2 separate regions of the Macaca mulatta genome follow, and region 1 is linked to region 2. The links are chromatin contacts, called in public Hi-C maps. All regions are on one chromosome and are shown on one strand. Each heading gives the region's core, a stretch centred on a gene start, on an enhancer-like site or on the middle of the called end of the contact. The rest is flanking DNA. Distances are from core to core; before and after follow the strand shown.

What was found. Hi-C and Micro-C count contacts between places; a contact is called where the count stands out from the background.
Region 1: a Hi-C map of fetal cortical plate shows a contact between it and region 2, with 3 times the contacts expected there. The contact joins the promoter of HIVEP2 here to the promoter of VTA1 in region 2. A contact is called at or near these places in 2 of 14 Hi-C or Micro-C datasets (fetal cortex germinal zone and fetal cortical plate).

The regions. Positions count from the first base shown.
Region 1 is chr4:48,190,268-48,196,634 of T2T-MMU8v2.0, reverse strand. It overlaps HIVEP2 (HIVEP zinc finger 2), which reads left to right and starts at 4,619. Exons shown (of 11, transcript XM_077999484.1): 1 at 4,619-5,043.
Region 2 is chr4:47,370,842-47,376,432 of T2T-MMU8v2.0, reverse strand. VTA1 (vesicle trafficking 1) reads right to left here and starts at 3,294. Exons shown (of 8, transcript NM_001261520.1): 1 at 3,159-3,294. The coding sequence starts at 3,270. It also overlaps a transcript of NMBR not described here.

The sequences.
Region 1 (6,367 bases), core at 3,370-5,869, 820 kb before region 2:
TCAGAAAGGCAGTTCTAAGTCATTACTCTTTATTAAGACCTAAGGCTATCTTCTATTTATTCATTAGAATCCCATAGCAGGTAACCCTTTTAATGTCTTATTTATAGTACTATAAATTTATCTGAGAGACTGGCATGCCAGTTAATTCATTTTGCACAATTTTATGGGGGGAATTTATTACAATGATTTATATAGAATGTACAGGGAACTAGACACATCATCTTGACCAAATCCCTAGTTATAAAAAATAGGGAAACCAAAGCCAAAAGACTTAAGGGATATAGTGGATACTTTCCACCCCCTGGTTTGCAAGACTCCATTTTTTGGGGGGAACAGCTTTTTTTTTTTTTTTTTTTTTTTTTTCTTTTCCATGAGGACCTTTTCCTCTTCAGGCCTAGTCATGACCAATCAGATTACTCTACCCAAGCCCGGCAAGTGGTTCAGGTGCAATGACATGACTAAGGCTGCCTGAGCTATCTGGAAAGAAGGTCTTTTCCTGCTGGGTTGCTTATCTAGGAAGGAGATAATCTGGGAATGCTGCCACCAACCTGCAGAATGTTTGCCTGAAGGGCAAAATGAAGCACAGAGATAAGAACAGACATGGAGAAGGCCTTACGGGGTAATATAATTTGAGCCTCAGGATCTCACTATGTTGAAAGTTAGTCCTTGAATTATAGTTATGTGAATCAATGAAATCCATTTTTCCTTAAAGTCATTTGAGTTGCAGATTTACAGAAAGAGTCTTGATTAGTAACATGGACATGGCTGGTTCTGAAAGCTTCATGTAAAATGTCTCCTGGTACCCAGTTCTCCTGCCTGGATATATCAGGTTCCACGCTTTGTGGCAGGAGGTCTTGTGCTTTAGAATACATAAGTAACAACTGCTTTACATGTTAAAAATGCAGAGTCCTGGGCCCACAAAGATTCAGATTCCACGGAGCTGAGTGGTAAAGGCCCAAAACTTGCCTTTTATGAAGCTTTTCTGGAATTCTTACAGTGGCCTGAGAGGCCTTCTGTTCACTGGCTGTCTCATTTTATTCTAGCCACACCGTTACCATTGATGTCTGTAAAAATTCCAGGTATTGGAGCTGTACCTTGGCTGCTCCCTCTATCTGAAAAGCTCTGTCCTCCAGGTATCTCCAGGTATTTCCTTCAAGCCATGGCAGAAATCTCACGTTTCAACAAGTCTTACTCTGATGTTCCCATTTAATATAGCATCAGGACAACCCTCACCCCACCTATATCCTTTACCCTATTTTATGTTTTTCCCCAAAACATGTTACCTTTCAAAGTCCTATATAATTTATTACTTACATTTATTGTCTATCCCATTCTTCCTCCAAATCCTCTCCTCCCGCTGGAATGCAAGCTCTAAGAAAGCAGGGAACTTTCATTTGTTCACTGATGTATCTTAAGAATCTTCGGCACATAGCCGGCATTCAATAAATATTTTTTGAATGAAAGTAATTTCAGTTCAAAGTGATTTTCTGACAACACTATGAAAAATGCCATACAACCATGTAGCCATTAATTATTTTACTTTCTTAATGTCTGAAAATGCAGATTACCACATTTTCTTTCCCTTTGAACCTGAGAAGTGGTAAGAAGGATGCATGATGAAAAGAAAGCTCCTGCTTCCTTGCTGATGCTCCATATGGGTGCCAGGCTGGGGCAGCAGTGCCCCACCCAGCCTCACTTCCCATAGAGCTTCTTAGAGCTGCATGCCCAGTTTTCTACCAATGCTAGTTTTGTCTCTGGGGGCTTTCTGGGAAGAGTTTTTTGATTACTCTATTGCCCTTACATGCAAGCAACTGGACATTGACTAAATATGGATAGCATGTTTGGGATACAGACAGAAAATATGGGTTATAAAGGAGATTCACTTGGAGAAGAAAAGCCATGCAGCCTTTTGGAGAGAAATCCCCAATCAGAAGGCCGTTGGGACTGACCACAGGAATAAGCAACCACAATAGACAATGCTTTCTATAAGTCCTCTGTAGGTCAGGCTCTGGAGTGGATGGTGCTGATTTGCTCCAAATCTTTAGTGGCCCTCTCTCCACTCGGGAGGTTGAGGCGGGAGGATTGCTTGAGACTGAAAGGGAGAGGCTGCAGTGAGCCAAGATCATGCAACTGCACTCCAGCCTGGGTGATGGAGCAAGACCCTGTCACCAGAAAAAAAAAAAAAAAAGAAAAAAAAAGGATTCTTCCCAGCAGAGAGGATGTCACCTAGTTACGCATATTCATAATAGTTTTACTTTACTTCAACTCAATGCAGGTTATCTTCTTTCCATCGTCATGACTCTGAAACAAAGTAATTATTTAAAATTTGTCAAATTTTGACTAAAACTCTGTTCAGGGATCCTCTTTGAAGGTGGGATCAAATCATCAAAATAGATGTATATCTGCCTGGTTTTCCTTAAAAAATATTTTAACTAACGACTGGAGTATCTTAATATTCCCATTATTCTCTTTAGTCTTTTAAAGAGGTATTCAACTAACATTCATTCTAGTGAAGTAAAACACTGCCTGCTACTTGCCTTTGCTTAGTTTCTGGGAGCTTGGGCAGCTGCTGTTGTGTTTGTTGAAGGGAAACTGGATTCTTAAAGAAACTGCTTAATCTTCTCTATTAAGCAATTAAATAAAACGCTCTCTGGGAGTATGTAGCAGGTGGGTTTGAAAGTGAAAAAAATTTCAAAAATTACATTTTGTGCGTTAAATGGATGTTTAAAATGCAACGGCATACATTTAAAAGAAAATGATGATTGGGACAGTTTTTTAAATTAAAGCCTTCAAGTTGAAAAAGACTGGATATTGAAGAACCTATACAATGAAAGAAGAAGTTGCTTAAGTGGAAGTAGGCACTGAATTTAAATGAGATCAACCTAAGAGGAGGACGAAGTGAAACTTACGCCAAATTGTTCAGATTTTTCTCCTCTGAGAAAAAAAAATCGGTTAAAAAAATGTATCACCGCTTTATTTGGCAGAGTTGCCCTTCACGGCACTGTTGCCATAGCATAGGGACCTCAGAAATACACTGATTGTAGGCCAGAATGAACAACAAAACAAACCCGGAACCAGCGGCGCTATTCTCGCAGGCATTAAGGGGCTGCCCTTCCTTTGTAATGCATTCATTTTTAATGAAAAGGGAAGGGGATATTTTATATGTCCTGACATTTGGTCCCTTTCCGCGAAATTTGAAACTCGAGACACAAAACATTCCGCAGTTGTTGGTGAAGTACCTGCTTTAAAAGCAGAACCACAGTTATTGTCTTTGGCCCGGAATTCCTGAGACTCATTTCCACCCCTCCCACGGAGTCACCTGCTCAGGGGGAACCCCGGCCAGAAAGCCGGGTCGCACCAGGTCAAATCTTGCGCGTCTCTTGTTTACTCCGCCCCGGGCAGGGCGGCGGCGCGGCCGGGGGGTGGGGAGGACGGATGGGAACTGCGGCGCCCTGGGCGCTCGGCTTGGCTCCGCAGGGCGCGGGGACTGGGGCGCCCGGGAGGGGCTGCGCGCTGTCCCCGCTCGGCCGGGAGACCACCCGGAGGAGGCACTCCGGGCACCGGCCCGGCCCAGCAGTCACTGGTCGCGCTCGGGCACCGTGGCCGCCTGGGAACCTCCCCTGAGGGTGCACACCAGTCCACATAGGCAGGGTAACGGCCCGAGGGAGCCCCGGTGTCCCCCGGGTGTCGCCCGGCCTGGGAGGAAGCCCAGAGCTTCGGCACCCACTCGCCTGGGATTCTCCGCCCCCCGGCCCCGCTCTCCCAGGGCTGGGTGTGATTTCAACTCCGGTCCCTTCCGTGGAGAGGGAAGTGCACAGGCTGAAGGTGGCAGCTCGCCCCGAGGTTCCAGCGCGGCCCACCAGGAAACCGGCAGCTGCTCCTCGCGCCGCTGCCCACACCTATTTGAATTCCCCGGCGAGGGCGGGCCGCGGTCCCAGAGCTGGGGGCCCCGGGGGCACCCTGGTGAGTGACCCCAGAGAAGGCAATTCGGGCGTTTAGAGCACGTGAAAAGTTCGCGCGCCCGCAGGGGCAGGGAAAGTGCTAGTAAAACACTGCGAAGCTCCAGAAACGCAGCCAGGAGCCAGTCTGATTTTGCTTTTCTTTATCGGTAATTGTGAGTAGAGGCAGGGGCGAGGAGAGGCCAGGGTTCCGGAGTACTGGGACTAAATCTAAGGACACTACTAATTATACAATTCCGTTCGTCAGGAAGGCAGACGACGATTCTCTGGGAAATGGGGAAGGGGTGGGGACGGAGGAGGTTTCCACATCCTTAGAGAAAATTCTCAGGCTCCTAGAGATGCCCAAGTTTTTTTGCATGACAAGCAGACACCGACTCTCCGGGGAGTTCCCCGCTCCGACCGAGCGAGTGCGCGGCCGCGATCTCCCTGCCCGGAGCGGCAGCCGTGGGGCCGGGCCCTGCCCTCCCGACCGCCTCCCTCCCCCGTCCCCCGCGCGCCGCACATCCCTCTCTCGCTCGCTGGCTCCAGACTGGTTTTTCTGGTTCAGCCTCCCTCCCTGGGACGCGCTGGGGGATCCGATGACGTCGCTGGCTGAGTCTCTCCCTCTTCCTCCCTCCCTCCCTCCCTCCGCCTCTCCCCCCAGTCCGCCCTCGCCGCGCACTCCTCCTAGTAACTTCTGTTCGGGGAGGCGCTGCCAGGAATAACCCGGTGCGTCCACAGCCCGGGAGGGGAGGCGGCCGCTGCGGCTCCCGCACGCAGACAGCTGCGGCCCGGGCCTCGCGGCTCCCGCCTGAGTCCGGCGGCTCCTACCCCGGGCCCATCTCCGTACAGTGTCAGAAAAATAAATAAAGGCAAGAGGAGCCTGGGCTGGCGGTCGGGATCTCTTCCCTCCCTCCGCGCCCGCCCTCCCTCTGTCCTTAAGGAAATGCTACCAGACACCCCCCACCAGACACGCTCAGCCTTGGCGAGGAGCGGCCGCCGCGGCAGCAAGAACAAGGGCACCAGGGGGGTTTCCTCCCCCTCCTCCTCTCCCTCCTCCTCCTCCCCGTCCTCCTTCTCCTCCTCCTCAGCGGTGACTTTCCAGGTGAGCGGCCGCCGCGGCTGCGAGGATCCCCCTCGCCCGCTCGGGCTTGGGCCGCCGCGTCGCGACCTCCTCCCGCCCCTGTCACCCGGCGGCGGCCGGGAGCTGACAGCCGCCCGAGGGGCTCGCGGCCCGGAGGCGGGCGGCCGGCGGGAGGCGGGCTGGAGGTGAGGGGGTGGAGAGGAGGAGAGCAGGGCGCCGCCGAGCGCCGTCGCTCCCCGGAGGAGGGTCTCCGCACAAACATCTTCGGTGACTGTGGCACAAGTCTTTGCCAAGTTGTGTCTTGGACCTTGACGCTCCCCGGAGCCCAGAGCAACTTGGAGGGTCTCCCGGCTTGTTCACAGCGTTCCTCCACGTCTCGCCTCTGGGGTGCTGGGTGCAGCCTCGGGGTGCGCGGTGGGCGGACCGGCCACCGCGAGAGCGGAGCGGCGGGAATCTAGGTCCCTCCTCGGCTCGGTAAGTGGCCTGGGCGCTGGGTTTTTCCTGCCTCCTTCGGCGCTGGTAGCTTGTTTCACTTTATATTGGAATCGCCGCCGCCTAACTCCGTTCCCCGCTCCCCGGCGCGTGCCCCTAGCCCCTTCCCGGTGGCCGAAGGGTGAGGGTCGGAGGGGGCGGGGATGGGGGGAGACCGTGGGAGGGGTGTCGGGCGCGTGGGGAAATGCGGGGAATACCCTGGCCGCGGATCTATGCAGATGAGGAGAGGCTGCTTTGCGTAATGTCCTGGGGGGAGGGGGCCGCGCGGGAGCGCTGGAGGCAGGAATGTGCCTGCTTACTAATGAGCGACGTGCACCGGCGCGCACGGCCCGGCCACCGCTGCGGCTGCGGCGGCCGGCGGGGGCCCGTTGTCAGGTAGCGGGGGAGGGGGCCGCGGCGCGCGGCGCGGGCGGCCGGGCTGGCGGGCGGCGCGAGGCCCGGGCCGCCGGCCTGCGGCCGAGCGAGCGCAGCGAAGGCGCTGGCTCTGGGCATTTCAGTGACTCCCTTTACCTCCGAGGCAAGGAAGGAAAGAAGGAGAGAAGGAAGGAAACGAGGAAGGAGGGGACTGTCTCGATGGAAGGTTCAGGCGGAGGCGCCCTCGCCTTGCGGGTGCACCGGCCGCAGAGCGGCTCTGGCAGCTGCCGGCTGGACCCGCGCGCGTGGAGACGGGTGGGGGCGGTTTGCATGCGTGTTTGTCTGTGCGTCTGGCCGGGGATCGGGAAGGGACATGTGTGTTTGGGCTGTGCACTGTGGGGAGCTGGGTCTGCGCCTTTATGTCTGTTCCCTGAAGTGGGTGGAACGTTGGCCCGTTCCGGGAATGTTCCATGACGTGGTGCAGCCACAGGAAGGGGGT
Region 2 (5,591 bases), core at 2,045-4,544:
TCTCTTTTGTCTGGACACCTTGGAGGATTTTCCACCTTCTCTTTCAAGGCAATACAACATAAAAAACACTCAGGATGCCTGAGAGTATGCCGTTCTCCATTAAAGTGGGAGAAACACAATTGTGAACAGGATGCAGGAAAAGATAAGCAGCATATTATATACTACTTTGCTACCCTGATCACAGGAGCTTTGTCAAGATCAGTTTTTGGAAGGAAAACACGGAAGTCAAGAATTGGAAAATTGATTCCTTTGGAATTATTTGCCTACTCCAGTTTGAAGAGTGCTGGTTTAGCCCGACTAGCCCACAATTGTAAGGAAAGAAGTCACCATGAGCAGTGTTCTGTTGAAAAGCAGAATCAGACCCACAAATACAGCAGCTACAGATGTTATCAAACAGCAAATATAAATCGATATATTTAAAGTGTTCAAAGAAATAGAGTGTTTAAAACATCAGTAACAAGAAACTATCAGAAATGGCCAGGTCAATATGAAAACAAAAAGAGAGCACTCAAAAAATTAAAAGGGTTAAACAATAATATACAGGGAGGTGAAGATAGACCTCAAGAAATTACACAGAATGCAGCACAGAAAAACAGAGATTAAAAAAAAAAATGAGAGACTCAAAAGAAAAGGAAGTTAAATGGGAGAAGTGCAAAACATGTCTAATCAAAACTTTCACAAGAATAGAAATAGAAGCAACATTTGAACAAATAATAGTAGAGAAAATTTTCCAAAATTGATTAAAAACACCCATCTACAGATTTAGAATGTCAAAGTCCCAAACAAATACACAAAAAGAAATGAAAGCTTATAAAATCAGAAGGTTAAGTCCTAAGAAATTCATACATTGATAACATTTTTAAATTAAGAACTTTGGAACATCAAAGGTCTTCATAGAGTGAAAAATGAAACTGAAATGGGAGAAGATATTTACAACACATATAACAAAGGATTAACATCTAACATTATTAAGACAAGACTGTGACAGATAAATGGGCAAAAGCAATAAACAAGCATTTCAAAAGCGAATCACAAATGGTTAATTAACATATGAAAAGATGCTAAACCTCATTAAGACTCAGAGAATTGCAAATTTCGCTCCAATGAGACACTACCATTTCACACTCACCAGATTGTCAAAAATTAAAAAGTTCAATAAATCAAATGTGGTGGGCATATTAGTGTTCATTTTATTATTCCTTAAACTGCACATTATATACGCTTTCATATGCACGTTTCATAACTAAAATTGTTAAGTGTCACCTGAGCAATAAAAATATTTCTTCGTAAGCCTGATGAGAGCAGTTTCAGTGAAATACTGGGCATGAACACCAGACTGCACAGGCTGAAAGGCTCTACAAGATAAAGGCGTAAAGCTAACTTACAGACAACTATTTCAAGCTTACCTATGAGGCTGGAAAGGCAGAGCTGCAACTTTAGGGAATGTCATGGTGAGAGTTTCTGTTTTATTTTTAAATAAAGGAAACTGGATTAGGTTTAGAAACATCTAGAGGGAAAGGACGACAATGAATAAAGTGTCCCTGGTTTGTCACAAAGATACATAATACAGGGATCAGGAACAGGAATTTCCTTTAGGGATGAGAGATACTTTGTCCTTATCCTATCATTCCTGAGCCCCATCCACTCCAGTCACAATGGTCTACTTGCTCCTCCTTCCAGCAAGCCTCTACCTCGGGACTTCTACATCCTCTACGGAGAATACTCTTCCCCAGATGGTGCAAGGCATGCCTTTCACTCTTTTCTTTCCCCAAATGTCAACTCAGTGAAGTGTTCCCTGACCACTATGAAACTGAAATCCCATCTGCACTCCCTGCCACCACTACTCCTGATACTCTTATTCCTTTTCCTTGCTCTATTTGTCTTCATAAGCACTTAATACTCTACGTATGATAGACTTTATATTGTTGAAACTCTCTACCTCCATTGTATGTAAGCTCCAAAAATGCAGCAACTGCAGTCACAGCGCCTACTAATGCTTGACACAAAGGTAGCTCAATTAACACATACTGAATGAATATGGACCCTGCTTGAGAAAACTGAAGAACAAGTATAAAGGAAATGACGCTGTAAGATTTGAACAAAATGAAGTAACGCACAGAGAATAATCAATTTGTTGCCCACAGAAGAGATGACATTTGGGTTAAATCTTGAATCATGAGTTTGCGAAGTGCAAGAAAAAGGTGCACATTCCAAGAGTGGAACATGGGAGTTCTGAAAGGGCCTTGCACATTTGAGAAAGAGGGTACATTTGGAGTATGGCACAGGTAACAGTGACCAGATTTTAGCTAACCTTACAATATACACAACAAAGGACGCATTATATCCAACTTCTCAACTCTAAAAATCATTTTCTGAATTATAGTTGTTCAGTTACTTATTTTGCAGTAAAGAGTACAGAATACAAAATAAAGTTAACACAGAATTACTGGAACTATTCCCTTTACTCACTGCAAGTCTGAGCAGAGATAACCTATGTATTTTTTTAACCAAACTGTAAATTAAATGTATAACACTCAAAGTGAAAATACTGCTTTCAAAGGTCTCAACAGCAAGTATTATTCAAAGAAGTCAAAACTAAAAATTCTGTACGGTAGGAGAGAGCAGTTGGGTGGGGAAAGGGGAATGGTCAAATTCAACTGCTTATTTAGTAGCAGATACTCCCCATTTAACCATCTGAGTTTTTGAATGGGCTTGCATGCTGTCATAAGTAATCTTCACTTATTACTATGTTTTCAACTAGTCTATTGTCCTTTTATCCACATCACTACTTCTTTCGGACACTCACCTTCGTTTTAAACCTAACTCGATTTATTTTCAGGATTCCTATTTGAGACAGGAGGCTCTTGTGTGTTACACACAGAGATAAAACCTTGGAAGATCGTATTCCACAGTTCAAGAGCCCGTGTAGTCAGTACTGGAGTATTTAAGCACAAGATAGGGGAAGCAGTGGACGCCCTGGTGCTTTGGGATTCCTACTGCCAGTGGGTGGGGACCCAGGGAGTTCTCTGGGTAGGTTCGAGGTCAAAGCTCAGGTTTAAAGCCAGGGGGGCGGGGCATGCCCCAAAAACCTCGGAGAGGTGTGTGGGCCCTAAAATGCAACTGGGAAAAGAGGGGCGCGGTCACTCGAAAAGACTCACAGTAATAAGCCACCACAGGGTCCCGCTTGTCATGCTCCTGAGCCGTCCTCAGATGATGCTGTATGCTCTTAAACTGTACGGGCAGCGGGGGCAGCGATGCAAGCGCGGCCATCTCTACTCAGAACTCACCACTTCCTACTCGCGCGCCACCGACACTTCCGCTTCCGCGGGCGGTAGCGCGCACGAGCGTTCAGAGCAAATCCTGCCCACTCTTCCGTTGCTCAGCGTCGTCAAGACAACTACGGATCCCCAGCTGGGACAACCTCAGTGTGCTCGGCTCTCGGCGGTTAGAGCCCACAAAACACTGAGCGTTTTGGCGCCTGTGCCGCGCATGGCGGTAGCGCTCTCTGCTGGTAGGAGGAAGGGTTTTTGTTTTGTTTCGCTTTTTTGTTTGGTTTTTCGTTTGTGGCAAAAGGAAGGATAGAAAAGGAAAAACAAGAAAATAATGTATGTTGACTGGGAGAAAGTGTAAAGGCAAGAATCGCCTTTGGTGTCATTCAGGAATTACCACTTCCAATTAATATTCCATGTTAATATTCCATATAATAGTGTCCATTAGCAGCCTTTTTGATTTTAGAAGCTTTAATGTCAGTAATTGCATGAGAGAGAAATAATGTGTTTAAATTGTAAATTAAATTTTTCTGTGTTGACATACTGAATAAAATAATCAGATTTCGCCCCAACTTAAAACACTAAACACATGAAGCGTAAAGAAGATTGAACTTTTGTTCTCAGCTGTCTAGTATGTATTTTAGTGAATGAATAACCTGTAGATCACCTTTTTTTTTTTTTTTCCTGGAAAGTGATTAACAATTTGCAAAATATTTTCATATTTATTATCTTTTCTTAATGTAAGATAGGGTGTTTGGGACTTTTTCAACGCTGGTAACTCTTAACCATTGTACAGTAGGCATCAATTTTTCCTTCTACCCTCAATGACTTCAATTCTCTTCCACTCCTCTCCATCCCATACTTATATCCTTCAGGACTGTACACTTTATTTACTTCCTCTTCTTAATAACCTTCTTCTTTATTTTATCTCAGTCCTCAGTTTTGAGGATTCATCTTAAAACTAGTTTGCACTGAAATCACACTATCCCCAAGAGCCACAATCTCCAGCTCGGAAATTCCCCTCTGCCTACTATTTTCTGATCACTCTCTCATGCCCAGAAGAAACCGCTCCATGTCCTTATACTATCCCACTCCACATACGTTGTCTAGACCTATTTGCAAAGTCCATCATCTTATTCTGGGTCGGGCTTTCTTACTCAGTTCTGTCTTCAGGACTAAAGTTTGCCAGTCTCTCATTTGCATACATTCATGTGTACTCTTATTTGCATACCCTCATGAGCAGGGCCGAGGGAAAAATGAGAAAGTGAAGTGGTTGGAATTGGATTTTACTCTCTGATCTGCCAATATATGCTCTTTTCTTTTCTTTTCCTTTCCTTTCTTTTCTCCTTCCTTCCTCTCTTTTTTCTTTCTTTCTTTTTTTTTTAGACAGGTTCTCACTCTGTCACCTAAGCTGGAGTGCAGCACACTATCAGAGCTCACTGCAGCCTTGAACTCCTGGGCTCAAGGATCCTCTTGCCTCAGCCTCCTGAGTAGCTGGCACCACAGGCACATACCACCATGGCTAATAATTATTATTTTGTTGCCTAGGCAGGTCTTGAACTCCTAGTCTCAAGTGATACTCCTGCCGTGGCCTCCCAAAGTGCTGAGATTACAGACAAGAGCCTCATACTCTCTTCTTTCTAAATATGCTACCCCTTTCATGAGATGATAATTGATTTGATGGAGAACAGTACAGAGACAGTGTTAGTGTAACACACATTGAAATTTGGCTATGAAACAAAGTAAATATTAATGACTATGAGGTTGCTTTTTCTCGTTTTACTACGATATTTTACTAGAAAGACCTAAATTCTTCTTCTCCATTCACCTCAGACCAGTTTCTGAAGGATCTGACATCACCCTCCAGGACTGGGCTAGAACCTTGGCAAGTAAGGGGAGGGCAGAGCTGAAGGACAAAATAGGGGGTGAGGGCAACCATAGGAAGAAGAAAAGGGACAGGAACTAGAGCTGACAGGTGTTTTGATGGGAAAAAACTTTTTGTAACATTCCCTAGACTCCATGTTGTGATCATCTGGCAATAAAAATATTCTGTGTCAGTTTGGTCAGAACCATCTTGGTGGCAAATGACAGGGCATCAGTCAATGTAATCAGGATAATATATCTATAGCTGTATCTTTTTAATATACTGTATGTGGTAGAAATTTGGCTTCCAGTATCATGAGACTTACATCCTATTATTTTCACACCCCACAAGTAGAAATAATTTTTCCTTAAAAGTTCCAGCAGAAGAATGATAGGGAAGACCCTGAAAACTTGGTCAGGACCATTTGCCACCCCATCCGACCATGGCTGGGACATGCA